Linked DNA regions of Mus musculus: regions 1, 2, 3 and 5 are each linked to region 4. Evidence: chromatin contacts called from public HiChIP or PLAC-seq data. All regions are on one chromosome and are shown on one strand. The core of a region is the stretch at or near the end of the contact, and the rest is flanking DNA. Distances in the headings are between cores, read along the strand shown. Region 1 has its middle 56 kb from the start of Gm35419. Region 2 has its middle 22 kb from the start of Gm35419. Region 3 has its middle 3.1 kb from the start of Gm35419. Region 4 overlaps Dleu2 (deleted in lymphocytic leukemia, 2). Region 5 has its middle 19 kb from the start of Dleu7.

The links. HiChIP or PLAC-seq counts read pairs in DNA pulled down with a chosen protein or histone mark.
Region 1: an H3K4me3 HiChIP or PLAC-seq map of forebrain shows a contact between it and region 4, with 8 times the contacts expected there. The contact joins two enhancer-like sites. A contact is called at or near these places in 4 of 39 promoter capture datasets (the C10 cell line, cranial neural crest, frontonasal cranial neural crest and 1 more), 4 of 484 Hi-C or Micro-C datasets (cerebral cortex, cortical neurons, forebrain and 1 more) and 24 of 115 datasets of contacts at active chromatin or transcription factors (the SCID.adh cell line, bone marrow-derived macrophages, cardiomyocytes and 18 more).
Region 2: a contact with region 4 is called in an H3K27ac HiChIP or PLAC-seq map of oligodendrocyte precursor cells, with 13 times the contacts expected there. The contact joins two enhancer-like sites. A contact is called at or near these places in 1 of 39 promoter capture datasets (cranial neural crest), 1 of 484 Hi-C or Micro-C datasets (cerebral cortex) and 18 of 115 datasets of contacts at active chromatin or transcription factors (T-cell acute lymphoblastic leukemia, acute myeloid leukemia, astrocytes and 15 more).
Region 3: a contact with region 4 is called in an H3K27ac HiChIP or PLAC-seq map of heart atrium, with 6 times the contacts expected there. The contact joins two enhancer-like sites. A contact is called at or near these places in 1 of 39 promoter capture datasets (cranial neural crest), 10 of 484 Hi-C or Micro-C datasets (the HL-1 cell line, Sertoli cells, cerebral cortex and 6 more), 24 of 115 datasets of contacts at active chromatin or transcription factors (the SCID.adh cell line, T-cell acute lymphoblastic leukemia, acute myeloid leukemia and 18 more) and 1 of 9 other capture datasets (embryonic stem cells).
Region 5: an H3K4me3 HiChIP or PLAC-seq map of bone marrow-derived macrophages shows a contact between it and region 4, with 8 times the contacts expected there. The contact joins two enhancer-like sites. A contact is called at or near these places in 4 of 39 promoter capture datasets (the C10 cell line, the HPC-7 cell line, cranial neural crest and 1 more) and 15 of 115 datasets of contacts at active chromatin or transcription factors (the NIH/3T3 cell line, acute myeloid leukemia, bone marrow-derived macrophages and 11 more).

Annotation. Positions count from the first base shown.
Region 1 is chr14:62,225,530-62,228,229 of GRCm38.p6, forward strand. No RefSeq gene overlaps it. Among named protein-coding and RNA genes, the nearest start is that of Gm35419, 56 kb to the left of the region's middle. Within about 2 kb of position 1,327, at least 47 of the 459 cell types and tissues checked have an H3K27ac peak or open chromatin away from gene starts, as enhancers often do. A contact at or near this core is called in cerebral cortex, cortical neurons, embryonic basal ganglia and 6 more, where this site is marked.
Region 2 is chr14:62,191,715-62,194,414 of GRCm38.p6, forward strand. No RefSeq gene overlaps it. Among named protein-coding and RNA genes, the nearest start is that of Gm35419, 22 kb to the left of the region's middle. Within about 2 kb of position 1,262, at least 9 of the 459 cell types and tissues checked have an H3K27ac peak or open chromatin away from gene starts, as enhancers often do. A contact at or near this core is called in oligodendrocyte precursor cells, where this site is marked.
Region 3 is chr14:62,172,744-62,175,443 of GRCm38.p6, forward strand. No RefSeq gene overlaps it. Among named protein-coding and RNA genes, the nearest start is that of Gm35419, 3.1 kb to the left of the region's middle. Within about 2 kb of position 1,313, at least 44 of the 459 cell types and tissues checked have an H3K27ac peak or open chromatin away from gene starts, as enhancers often do. A contact at or near this core is called in the SCID.adh cell line, T-cell acute lymphoblastic leukemia, cerebral cortex and 2 more, where this site is marked.
Region 4 is chr14:61,646,999-61,649,698 of GRCm38.p6, forward strand. All of the region lies in intron 1 of Dleu2 (deleted in lymphocytic leukemia, 2), which reads right to left. Among named protein-coding and RNA genes, the nearest start is that of Mir15a, 16 kb to the left of the region's middle. Within about 2 kb of position 1,388, at least 436 of the 459 cell types and tissues checked have an H3K27ac peak or open chromatin away from gene starts, as enhancers often do. A contact at or near this core is called in the SCID.adh cell line, T-cell acute lymphoblastic leukemia, bone marrow-derived macrophages and 11 more, where this site is marked.
Region 5 is chr14:62,272,473-62,275,172 of GRCm38.p6, forward strand. No RefSeq gene overlaps it. Among named protein-coding and RNA genes, the nearest start is that of Dleu7, 19 kb to the right of the region's middle. Within about 2 kb of position 1,314, at least 10 of the 459 cell types and tissues checked have an H3K27ac peak or open chromatin away from gene starts, as enhancers often do. A contact at or near this core is called in bone marrow-derived macrophages, where this site is marked.

The DNA of each region.
Region 1 (2,700 bases), core at 77-2,576, 580 kb after region 4:
TTTTCTTCCTCCTCCTCACTAAAAGCCCCTTGATATTTTCCTGGGTTCTACAGATACTCCAAATTAAACACACATCTAGAGATTCAATACTGGGACCTCCACATGAGTGACAATGTACAGTGTTCTCCTGGTTCTGGACGGCCTCACTTAGAATAAATAAGTCAGCTGTTCTCATGTGAACTCTCAAGTCAGAGTTTAGGTGAGCTGTGGAACATGTTTTCAGGTTGGATTGTAAAGAAAAGGATAGGTGTGTGTGTGTGTGTGTGCGTGAGCATGTGCCATATACCATGTAAAAGTGTCAAGTATGTCAATTAAATTCTCAACCTCACAAATCTTTTAAAGAAAGCTCACTCTCTCTCTCTCTCTCTCTCCCTCTCTCTCTCTCTCTCTGTGTGTGTGTGTGTGTATGTGTGTGTATGTGTGTGTATGTGGGTGTGTATGTGTGTGTATGTGTGTGTGTGTGTGTGTTTGTGCACTTATGAACATGTGCTTTTGAACAGATGACACAAATGCATGAAGTCAGAGTGCTTTAGAATCACAGAACTCTGGAGAGTACAGTATTTGGTTTTGTCTAGTTTAGTCAGGTTCTCACTATCCAGATCTTGCTGACCTGCAACTCACTATGTAGACCAGGCTGGCCATGAACTCATAGAGATCTGCTTGCCTCTGCCTCCCAAATGCTGAGATTAAAATGCAGGACACTGTGGGTGGCTTAGATTGAGATATTTTACAGATGATCTCTCTCACTCACCGAAAATTTTGGCTAGAGAAACACAGGAGTGTCACAGCCCAGGTGAAGTATGTAGTTCATGCTAGAAGGTCCTAGAATGGAGATTGTTTTAGCTGGAGAGATGAATCAGCTGTCAGAGGATCTGAGAGAGCCACATGCAACTCCAGTTCCCAGGAGTCTGATGGTCTTCTCTTGCCTCCAAAGCTACTTGCATGCCTGTGGCACACATAAACACACAAAAAAATAACATACACAGATATATCCAATAATATACACAAATACATGCACAGAAGATAAAAAGTACATCTTTTGAAAAAGAATGCACTGTTTTGTGGCTTCTCTCCACGCCCCATCTGATGACTTGGCTCTTTTGTTCTTACAAAGTCACCAGAATAGGTCGCCCTCTGCTGAGCTGAGTCTGCTAGGGAAGGTTCTGCATTCACGGGCACACTCAGCTCCAGTTGGAAAGATCAGAGCTGTAAACTTTGACTTCGGCAGTTGAATGAGACATTGTTTGATGGAACTGTGTGGGCAGGGAGTCTAACAAATAACCAGTTGCCAACTCTGAAGCAAGCATGCTCTCTTTATCGCCCGATGTAGTTCTTGACGTAATGAGCATGGCTTCCAATTTTCCTTGCAAATGGGTACACTGGTGACCATGGTAACTGGCATGCTCAAAAGATGTCCTGTGAAGGCCTTTGAAAGGCTACCGACATTTATATTAGGCGGGCATAACCATGCCAACGAGTGCGTAAGAAACACCCAACTAGACAGTGCTCCTCAGAACCGAGCAGTTTCGAAATAGCATTTGTGATTCTCGTTAAGTAGAAATGAATATGACTCCATTAGAGAGGAGAGAGGCAGAGTATTTTATGTACAGCTGTGTCTTGAGGCAACATAGAGAGTACTCAAACAACAACTGCCCGTGACTGTAAAGTCTGCCTTTCACTTCTTATGCTCATTTCATCCCTGTCCCCTCCTCCCTCTCTTTCTTTCTTTTGTGTAGGTTTTTCAGAACTTAGTCTCCGGTTCCAAAGCTGGCCAGCACAGTGGTCTTGCCTGTTCCTTCACATGCCACTGGGTAGCCCTTTTATATTTAAAGCATCCTTGGTTTGTTGGTATGCTACAGCTACACTTGTGCAAAGCAGATTCTTTCTCTCCGTTCATGAGGAAAGGCAGAAGGCTAGCGGATTAATACTACCAGGGAGGAAATTAAACTCTTAAGACTCGGTGTCTACATATAATGAGATTCTAAATGTTAAAAAGCAGGAGGGATGAGTTGTGGGGTTTTCATGTGGCTGAAGAGAAGAGGATCTATTATTAGATTCGGGGTGTCTCTTGGGACAGTCTTTCTTCGGGTCCCCACCTTTTTTGAAAGGTGGTTTGTTTCTTTTTTGAAAGGATAAAAAAGGGATCTGGAGAAGGGAGCTGGTGAGTCTTTCTGATGAGAGACATGGGGAATTGAAGAACAGAATGATATGGCTAATTTTTTTGAGCCATTAGTCAGCATTTTGAGCTCATATCTTCCTGAGTCTGTTTCAGCTCTTTAACAGGTCAACCTACACATTTGTCTTTTTGAGAATTTTACACATGAGTACTGTAGTGACATAATTTCTGCCACCCCGCACCTCCTCCCATGTTGCCCAACTCCCTCTCAAATTTATAATTTCTTTTTTAATTATTGTCACTGCTCACACATATATGTGCTCAGTTGTGTTTTTATGTAAATACAGCCTGCTGCATTCATTTACTGTTGTTTGTGGATGAGAAAAAAAATCTCATGACGTGTCACCCCTAGATAAAGAGCTAAGGGCTATGGATGGCTGTGTGCATTTCTTTCCTTTTTATTTTTAAGATTTGTTTTTATTTTATGTGCATAAATACCAGCATTTATTTATGTATATATATACCATGTCTGTGCCTGGTGCCCAGAGAGGCCAAAAAACAGTTTTAGGTTCCCTAGAACTGGG
Region 2 (2,700 bases), core at 12-2,511, 540 kb after region 4:
CTTGCCTGCAGAAGGGGTTTTTTTAATGCATTTTTTTCTCCTCGTTTTATAGGGAGGAGCACTGAGTGCATAAATCAGAGTACTTTATGGGATGCTGCAACACCTTGCTCCAATGCCAAGAGAGAGAATCTGATAGCATGGCTCTTAAAATTAAGACCCCCTGAAGACTGTGGTTCCTGCTAACAGAATATCCAGGATAGCCAGACATCGTGTCTCTCTCTTTTTGTTTTTTAAGTAGTTGCTTTTTCTGTTGTTCCATTTGAAGCAAACACCTGGAAGGACCCTTGCAACTCAGGTGACTTGAAAAGAGAACACAACCGGGGGAAGAGCAGTCTCGTGCAGGAAGAGCAGTCTCATGCAGGAAGAGCATCATGGATGCCATGGTTGAGACTGTACTGGACAACTTAAAATTATGCTCCTCAAAGTGTGTGCTTCTCAGCAAGTCTCAGTAAGAGGGAAAGCTTTATGAAGCAGAACCTCAGGTTTGCCTCTCATACCTGCAGAGTCAGAAGGCCCAGGTTTATAAGAGTCCCAGGTGACTCAGTGACGGTCAGGCTGTGAGTTCTGATTTAAATGTGGTGTCAGTCAGTGTGTGTGTATGTGTGTGTGTGTGTGTGTGTGTGTGTGTGTGTGTGTGTGTGTGTGTGTGTGAGAGAGAGAGAGGGGGGGGGACAGAGAGACAGAGAGACAGAGACAGAGAGACACAGACAGACACAGACACAGACAGACAGAGACGCAGATGCAGACAGACACAGACATACACAGACACAGACACAGACAGACACAGACACAGAGAGAAAGCAGTAAAACATAGCACTCATTTCTCTGATCACTTGGTCATTTCTTAAGAAAAAATAATTAGTAAACTGAACCAAAAATATATTGTGGAAGCAATTTTTCCCAAAGAAAAGGTTTGGGGACAATGGGACCACTTAGGAGGCAGTGGGACTTTGAGGAAGAAAAGAAGGAGGAAGTAGTTTGGAGATGGGGGCTCTATCTCACTGGGTCCAGAAGAACCTGCTGGTCTCATTCTGGTCACCAAAAGGACAAGGGGGATAGTGAGTGAAGAAAGAATCTAAATGAGACACTATGATGTGGAGTTCCCACTTACAAGCTAGGATGCGGAAAACCCAGGAATTTCTTCATAGGGTTGTCTGGTTTTTGAATCAATGATTCCTTTTGACACCAAGGGCTGCTTTAATTGCTTCCTCGTCCGTCCCAATGGCCTCCTGAAAGAGTTCATCTATCAGACATTTACTTCATCGGTTGAGTAAGACAAGCCTTCCTTTCAGTGTGAGCTAACAGGTGTGACCACTGCGGTTGCTCCGGTTACAGGCAAAAGCAAAGAAACTTGACTGATTTTGCTGGTGTGTAACGTTTTCCCGTGTGTAATTTTGGTTAGAAAGTAACTAAAGGCTTTTTACTCCTTGCATAAATGAGCCAGATTTTAACAAAATCAGAGTGACTGTCCCTGGGGGTAGAGTGCTGGGAGGAGGGGTGGGAGAGACAGGACAAAAGGCCTGAGGGTATGGTGTGAGAACTCAGGGCAAGGATGGTGGAGAGAAGCAGGCTTTCTCCTATTTCTCTTATGAGTGTTTCTCAACTCAACTCAGTTCAGGGAACTTTTGAAGGTAGAAAAGAGGGATTGTGTTGTGAGAAAAGACTTGACAGGACCTGCAGGAAGGGGCTTATTGTTCATGGGGTACAGTTCATCCTGGTAGGGGAAGGCATGGTGGCTGGAGTGGCCGGTTCCTTGCAAGCAGGAGTTTGCAATATCAGCCTAGCTTCTGAACCAGCTCTGCTCTGAAAGTGGAGGATTCTCTGCAAGCAGGCAAGAAGCCTATGGGGTGCCAGCCCTCAAGCCCCGCCCCTGAGACCCACTTCCTCCTGTAAGTCCCCACCTCCTAAAACTCTCAGGGAACTCCCAATTAGCTAGAGACCTCGTGTTCTTGAATCTGTGGGGGTCATTTTACATTCAATTCATAATGGTGACTCCCTGAAATTACTAGAAACAAATGAGCAAATAAATTGGCTAAACCACGGAAAAGCCCTTCCTAGATAATATAGCAGCAACGACGAGAAACCCATAGGAAAGGCAGCTTTAGCTCTATGTAAACGTAAAGCATTTGTATGTATACGCTAGGCCACCCTGGAAGAAACAAAATGCAGATAATCAGCAGCAGGAGAATTCGGTTTGTAATTCACATGACAGATGAGAGTGCATGCCATTTGTTGCATTGCTGATGTTATAATATTTACATTGCTACCAAATGTCTCTTTAATGAGTCAAATAAGTAAAAATAATACAAAATCATAAAGAACTCCCAGGAGAAAGGCTGAGAAGAAGCCCGCCTCCCCTAGGCCGCCCCATCCGGACACTCTGGAGCAGGAAGTACCAAGGAGGCTGGAAGGTGGAACATTTTACCACAGAAAATGTGTAATATCCAACAAAATGATCAATAATCTAAGCCGGTAGGAAAGAAATGCAAACTTACGGAGATCCATTTCAGCCGCGGCATCTTGCTTATTCATCACAAACATAGCAGAAGTGGAAACTGTACTGCGGCGCTTTTCCACTGAAGTCAAGGTCCCCGAAGAAATGGCAGGTGAAGAAGAGCAGCCCTGCGTGTGTGCACGGTGTGTTATGGAGCTCCAAAGGCTGGCTCAGGGAGGGCACCCTAAAACTCCATCCTAGGACCA
Region 3 (2,700 bases), core at 63-2,562, 530 kb after region 4:
AGAGTCAAAATGATCACACAGAACAGGGAACTGTTTTCAAGACACAGGGGAGTATGCCGGGGGCGGGGGCGGGGGCGGGGGGGGCGTGGCACAGGGCAACTAAAGGGATAGAAAGAGGCACAGGAAGAAAAAAGGCCACTTTAGGATCAGCAAGAGAAAGACCTCCAGCCATTGCTGGCCATAGGGATCTGGCTGAAAATAAAACTAGGTGGAAATTGAAACATGTGTACAGCCCAAGTCAGACTTATGAGAGAATGCACTATCTGTGTTTAAGGGCCTTGGAAAATGACTTAGGGGCCTTGGAGAAGTGACTCGGGGCATTTGAGTTTTGTGAAGCTGGAACTCTGCAGATCCTGACTGGACTCCCAGTCAGTGGGAGAAGAATTCAAGGAGAGGGTGCATCCCAGCAGTCTGACAGACAGAGAACTGTAAGGGACACGACACCACACTGTGAGGTCAAACACCAGAGAGCTCTGAGCAGTGCTGCCTGCTGCCTGCTGGCTACTGTCTGAAGGGCTGCATCTCTGGCCTCACTGGGGCTTGTGTATTTGAGGATAAGGCTCCCTTTCCTGCCATCTTTTAAGTTGTGTATTATAGAGACTATAAACTATGCACAAAAATAAACACACTAATCTAATAGACCCCTTTGTACCTATCAACTATTTTCAACAACTATAAATCCACAGTCTTTCTTACAGGCATTACATAATTTCATCTAAAATAGTCCATGCTGCATTTCTAAAGCATAAATACTGTTTGGGCTAGAGAGATGGCTCAGCCCTTAAGAGCACACACTGCTCTTACAGAGAACCCAAGGGCAGTTTCAAGCACACACATCAAGCAACTCACTATAGCCTGTGACTCCAGCTCCCAGGATCCAAAGTCTCCAAGAGCACCTGTACACACATGTATGTTGTGTATACCCAAACATACCCAAACATAGAACTAAAAATAAACTGAATATCAAAACAAGCCTTTAACCAGACTTCTTTTCTATTGCCTGTAGTGCTGGCAAGCATCAAGTAAGTGCTCAACTTTGCAACCCTTTCCATCGGAGGACTGTGGTTTCTGTAGAACTCTACCCTCCCCCCCCCCCATCCCACATAGAGAGAAAACTGAAGCAGGTTCCCCAGGAAAGATGCAGTCCACACCCTCGCCGTCGAGTTTTTCTCTGTAGTGATGCAGCATACATATGGGAAACAGAAAGGGTGGCACCTAGAGGAGGCAAGCACATTGGCAATATACAGAGAAAGTAACCAACAAACCCCGAATTCTGCATGATGCCCAGAGGAGCTGGGCCTGGTGCCAGGAGCTGAGACATGCTTCCATTGTCACTGGCAGATGACAGATTTAGAAACAGACAGGGGATCCTCTTATCAAGAGGAACGCTGTCAGCTGAGGTCATTCGCATTTCAAAAGTACAATCAACCCAACGTGAGCTGGGGGTATTAAACATGATTTTTCTCACCTTGAATGACCCCTTCTCCCTACATTAAGCTGCCTATTTAGATCATTTAAACCGTGCGGCAGCAAATTGAAAACATGGGCTTTCTGGGCTGTGTATTTTCTTTCTCGTGTTGGAACATTTCCCTTGAGAACCCCAGGTCTCATGATCATGGCAAAGAAAGTCCCACATGACTTTCTGATTAAGCGCTTCGTGATGTGCACGTACAAGCTGATGAATCGATTTTTTCTTTCTTTCTTTCTTTCTTTCTTGGCTAAAGTGCAGCATCTGCTTCGAAGAAACACATTGCGCTGCCACTTCTCTGTCAGCTGCTTGATCTGTTTGTCAACAAAACCGAGTGCAAAGGGATTGTACTTCTACAAAAGTAATCTCATCTCAAAGCAGCTTGTCCAAAGATTCTACAAGGCATCACAATGACCCCAGATGACATTATCTATCTGCCTGATTGCTAGATGTGGCTCTCTGCAGTCACAAGTCACTAAAGGACTCAAATATGCATTTTCCCTACTGCTCTGAACTAATGCTTCCTGCTGTGAGGGTTGGGATAGCGTCACATGCCAGCTTTTAGATATTTGTATTCACTGACTGATTTAAAATACAGACCGAATACCAAAACCAGTCACTATTTACTTTAATATCAGTAATCCTGACTTGATCAAAAAATATTCACAAGAATTTCTCCCCCCCCCCCCGCCAGTTTGTGTATGTTTTTGCCATTCCTTTGAATTAATGCATTACATCAAAGTGTCTAGCTTTTTTTTAAAGAAGCTTTGTTATAATTTCCTTTGACCTCTTTTATGTGCATCCAAGAAAAGGCCCAGAGCAGCAGCTTTCTCTGTTCTGGCCCCAGGGAAAGCCTTGGGGCTCCTTGGAGGCTCTGCCGTTCCCACCACAGATTCCCAAGAGAGAGAGAAAGGCTACAGCTTCCCCTACAGATTCCCAGCCATCCACCTTCCCCACTGGTAAGCCAAGTATCTCAGACAAAATTAGATAATGGAGCCGACCTTACTGTTCCACTGCCAAACCTCCTTGACTTTCTGATGAAAATATGGAACAGATAACCCTGTGGGTGGATGATTCTCAGTTCAGAAAAGAACACCAAACATATTTTAAGAAGAGGTCATTTGGCCAATAAAAGGGGGGAGTGGATATTCACTGACGATAATTTTGTCTAATTAAACTCCCTTCCCCCCCCCACCCCACCCCCAGGAGGCAGAGGATGAAAAACAAGACTT
Region 4 (2,700 bases), core at 138-2,637:
TTTTCAACTAATGAAGAACAGAAATGTCTTATAACTCCAACAGCAGAAATACAGTTTTCTGAAAACAGCCTCTTTAGTTTTACATTTAAATATATATATTTCAGAACCATCTGAAAGGCTTTTACGGAAGAAACAACTCTATTATGTACTAACTTAAAAAAAAAACTCCGATTTTACATTTTGTATTTATTTGAATAGTTCTCTGTCTAAACACAGTTTTTCGTAGGTCAAGAATTATCAGCTCTGGGATCAACATTCAAACCCCCCAGTCCCGCTTCCTTCCAGCCAATCAGTGGGTAAGAAGCCCGGCGTTTGGGAGCTCCGTTAGACTCAATTTGAAAAACATCACATTGCGCTCCTACTCTTCTGGAAGGGATCTAAATGAGGGCGGGTCCCCCAGTTTTCACAGACACACACCAAATCCAGGGTTCTGATAAAATTCCAGAGGGAGAAAGCTCTGTAGGGGGCCTGCTCTGACTAGCAAGTCACCGAGGGTCTCCTGAAGCCTGAGTCCTCGGCGAATAACCGAGAAGCTGCAGCAAAAGCATCCGCAGAGGATCACTAAGGCAGGTCCGTGCGACCCTCCCGCAGAACGTCCCATGAGCTAAGGGTTAATCTAGGGGTGCTGAGGGAGGAAAGCGACACAAGAGTTTAACGTGGACTCTTCACAAAGACTAGTACCTAGCGAGCATTACCTAAAGTCAAAGCTGTCACTGGCTCATTCAAGAGCTGTCGACTCTGGGTTGACAAAAAGCCAACAGCCAACGAAGAAAAAAAAGAAAGAAAGAAAGAAAGAAAGAAACCCCCCCCCCAAAGGAAAGACAACTCCGCTTTCTTCCGCCTCAGCGTCAGGAGTACCCAAGGAAAGTTGAGGACTGCAAAATGACCGTTAAATCGTAGGTGCAAAGGCTTGTCGGCAGGAGACACCAAGTTTCACGCTACTTTTCCTTGAGACGCTGCGATTCAAGGACCGGAGAAGGAAAAAGTCTTCTAAGAGCCCGACGCCAGGAAATCGCAAGCTCGCAGCCCCGTCCTTCCCTTCACCCCGACACCCCTCCCCCTCGAGCGAGAGAGGGGACCGCCGGGAGAGCAACGACAAAATGACCCAGCTGGATGCGGCCATCCATCCATCCGCCGCGCCCGGGGTCGGGATCCGGCCCGGGACCGGCCCGGCCGGCGTCGTTTCTTCCCCGCACTCCGCAGCGCACCTCGGGGGCCGCGGGCAGCCGTCTCTCCCGCGACCCAAGTTTCCCGGCAGGAGACGGCCTGCGCCCGGACCGCCGTGCACACCGGGGAGGGCGGGCGGGCGCCTGTCGCGGGCGACCCTGCCGCGCCGGCCTAGCTCCCCGGCCGCTCGCGCTGACAGGTCGGGCGGCGGCCGCTCGGCCGTGTCCCGCTCAAACCGCGCCTCCCCTCCCCCAGCTCCGCGCTCCCGCCACCCGAGCGCGGCCGGACGCCGCCCATCCGAGGACACCCAACTTACAGCAACCGGATCCCCTGGGGGAGCTTCTGCCGCGAAAGTGAGGGCAGACCCCGAGTCCGGTCCCTGCTCCCCTCACGGTCCTCCGGTCCCATCGCTGCCACCTCTCGAGACCCGCTTCGCTACTTGAGGCTCTTACCGACTGCGCCGCATCTGGCGAAGCCCCACCGACTGCCCTCTGCTCTAAGTTAATTTTTTTGATGATTTTTGGGGGATTTTCCGGCGTGATCCTAGCGTCGCGCTAGGCTCGGACAGGTTATCCCTTCCCTCCCGCTAGATTGATGAGATCAGGCATCACTCGAAAATGGCGCCGAAAGCGCTGAGACTCCTCATTCAAATTCGTTAGAGCCAACCCCGCCGCCCCGGGGCATGCCGGGAACGCGGGCCGGCTCCACAGCTGTCCCTGCCTCCCCCCACCCACCCCCGCGCGACCCTGCTGCGCATGCGGAAACTTCTACCTCCCTCTCCCCCGGCACATGCGCAGGATCGTCGTGGCGCAAGGCTCTCTACTTCCTCGGTTCCAGTCCCCGCTGTGTCTTGCGCTCCTGTGTGTGCCTGCGTGGCCCCTGTGCGGCAGTGGAGGTGGTCAGCTTTCGGACACTACTCCGGTGACACACTAGTGATGAAACAAATCAGGGACTATCTTAAGAGTTTCGTAAAAACAAGACAAAAACCGCTTTTAACTAAACTCCAAGCCACCGAGTGCGCCTTCGAGCCCTGGGTGGCCGCTCAGGAACTTAAAACCGCGTATCGCTGTCGTGCTCTCGCCCTCCGCCAGCGCCTCCCAGATCTGTCACACCTAAGCCTAGAACCATCTCACGAGGTAGGAATTTTACGGTTCAATCACACGACCAGCGGGCGGCTGTCACACCCCGACGTTTCCCTCCACCCCAGACCTCGAGGTGTGCGACCAGCCCACCATGCACAAGCCTTTGGATTCTGAACTGGAGACGGAGCTTTCGGTTCTGGATTGGAGCCGAAGATGTACAATCTTTTGGACGTCACTAGGGTACTTTTCCAAAAGAAAAAAAAAATAGTGCTAGAGTAAATTATGGACTCACCAGATAGGTTTCCCGTTGTATGAAGCCCCGAAAAAGTTGTAAGAGCCACTGGGTACTGATAATGTGGTACGCATTGTTATCAAACGCTTTGTGGATCAGGTGTCTCACTGCCCACAACACCTCTATGAAGTAGGTATTATTTTTGTTTTATGGCTATTG
Region 5 (2,700 bases), core at 64-2,563, 630 kb after region 4:
AATGCAAAATTACAAAAGAAAGGAAGGAGGGAGGGAGGGAAGAAGGAAGGAAGGAAGGAAGGAAGGAGAAGGAATGGATCAGAGAGTGACATGTGTGTGTGAGAGAGAGAGAGGGAGAGAGAGAGAGAAAGAGAGAGAGAGAGAGAGAGAGAGAGAGAGAGAGAGAGAGAGACACTAGGGACTGAGCTTAGGGCCTCACACATGCTAGCTAAGCAAAATACCATTGAGCTATAATCCTACAAAGGATACTATTTTTATTAAAGGAGCAAGACATCCATTTTAATGATGTGACACTGTGGCTGAGAGCCACCTAGAGAGTAAAGGATAGGTGCAAAAGTTCCAAAAGTAGCTGTTATATCCAAAGAAATGAGGGCAACACAGAGGGTAGCATTCAGCCTAGGAGTGCTGTAGGTTACAGGGCAGAGAGGCAGGATTTGAACTTTAATCTCAGTGAGAAGGAAGCTGTCGGTGGTGGGCTGCTTAAGCTGGAATGTCAACTTCGTTAGAGTGAGCACCACCTAGGAGGTTGGTAAGGTGCGTGCTTGTGGCTACACCACTGAAGAGGTTAACTTCAGCTACACAGGCATCTCTTTTGCCTGATGCCTGGCTGCTGGGAGGTGCTCAGCTCTGCTCCTCTACAGCCCTCTACCACAATGCTCTGCTTTGCCGCAAAGCTAAAAGCTATAAAGTCAGACAGTCCCAGCACGAAGCCTCTGAAGCCGTGAGCCGAAACCAATCTTTAGTCTTTTCAACTGTTTCTCAGTTGTTTGACACAGAAAAACAAAACAAACAAACAAACAAACAAAAAACCCTGACTCACCCAGTGGACTTTGAAGAGGAATTGGCTTGGCTTCATTTACTGTAGTTGATGTGTGAGCAAGGGGGTCAAGGATGAGTCGAACAGTTTTATGCCCATATGGCCATAAGAAGAGTCATCATCAAGTGAGATGTAGAGGATACAGGAAAAACAGGTTTGGAGATCAAGAATTCCATTCTGACCTCTGAAATACCCTTTCCATCTATAAGCTAGATTGGGAGTGATCGATGTAGATCCTACCATGTCAGAAGGAGATGTTCTAATGTCTGCTGGAAACAGGAATTAAACAGTTGGGACCAAAGATAGTAACCAGATGTCACTGATGAGTAGGGGGAAAGCACCAAGGAGTAACTGGAGAGGAGGGCCCAAACTGATCCCTGAGCCACTTCAAATTCAAGGACTCAGGAGTCTTGGAAGAGCCAGGACATCAGCCTGTAGCCAATAAAGAAGTAGAACTGCCAGCGTCTGATGACCTGGAACTAAAACTAGAGTATGATCCAAGAAATGAGTCACCAAGTATGTCAAAGCTGCTGATGTGTCAGTAAGGAACAAGTTGAGACTTGCCACTGAAGTTATCAGTGTGGGTGTCATCGGGGTCTCTACAAGAGCCATGTTGGTGGATACTGGGCGTAAACTCATTTGAGGGCATTCAAAAGAAAACAAAAGAGATAGACTCATAAAAGCAGAGCTATTGCAGTAAATTTTGATGTTAATAATTTCAAAATATTGTGCATGTTCTAACACACTGAAAAAATGCTCTGCAGATCCTGAGGATGTGTGTAAGAGGGAAGGTGGTGAGCACGTAGGAAGGGCAGCATCGAGGGCCCGAGGAACTCCAGGGCCTCATCTGGACAGGTCCTCCGAGAGGCAGTCTGGAGCTTAGAGTGTATGACTACAGAGGCAGGCTTGGTAATTCTACAGTAAGACAGTAAACATGCCCATTGGGTGGCTTTCATTGTCTCTGTGTGCTCAGAAGCCAAGCCACACGCTAAGAATGAGGACACTGGAGGAAGGTAACTTGAGAAGGTATAGAATAGCCTCTAGACAGTGGACAGTTAAAGAGAACAGTGAATTGTCTCTTGAATGTTCTCCAACAGCACTACTCTATAGAAGTGCAATGCAAGTTGCTCACAGAGCCTCATGTATACTAGCAACCATATTGAAAGTTTTCTTTTAATGGTACACTTAATCACATGACATATGTGTGTGTTGTTTGTGTACAGCATCTTTATGTAGTATTGGGGTATGTGCACATGTGTGCAGGTGCATGTGGATGCAGAGGTCAGGGGAGGGCATGGGATATTTTCCTTAATCACGTTCTATCTTCTTTTCTGAGACAGGGTCTCCCACTGAACCTGAAGCTCACTGTTTTGGCTGGGCTGGCTGCCAGTAAGCTCCCAAGATCTGTCTGTCACTGTTCCCCAAATGCAGAACATTCATAGCTACACCTGGCTTTTATGTGGATATTGGAGAGTTGAACACCAGCCCTCTTGCTTTTAAAGCAAGTGTTCTTCTAATTACCTGTTTTATTCAACCCAGAATGTTCAGAATATCACTCCAGCAAGCAATTAGTCATAAGATATACTTAGGTATTTTAACTCCTGTCTGCTTGCAGCAAAAAACACAGAGGGCTCCTAGGAAAAGAACAAAGGGACCTGATAGCATGTACAGCAAATGAACAGATGTATTCAGGTAAATGATCATGAATACTGACAATAGAGATAACTCAATAGCTCACAGTTACGTGGGAAGATATAAAAAGACAGCAAGGACCAAAGACTTTCAGGACCTAGATGCTGTGCAGCATACACGAAGATGAAGAATTCTTGCCCTCAGGAACCCGATCTCAGTGGCAGACGTGCCAATTAGTCCTACTATAAAGA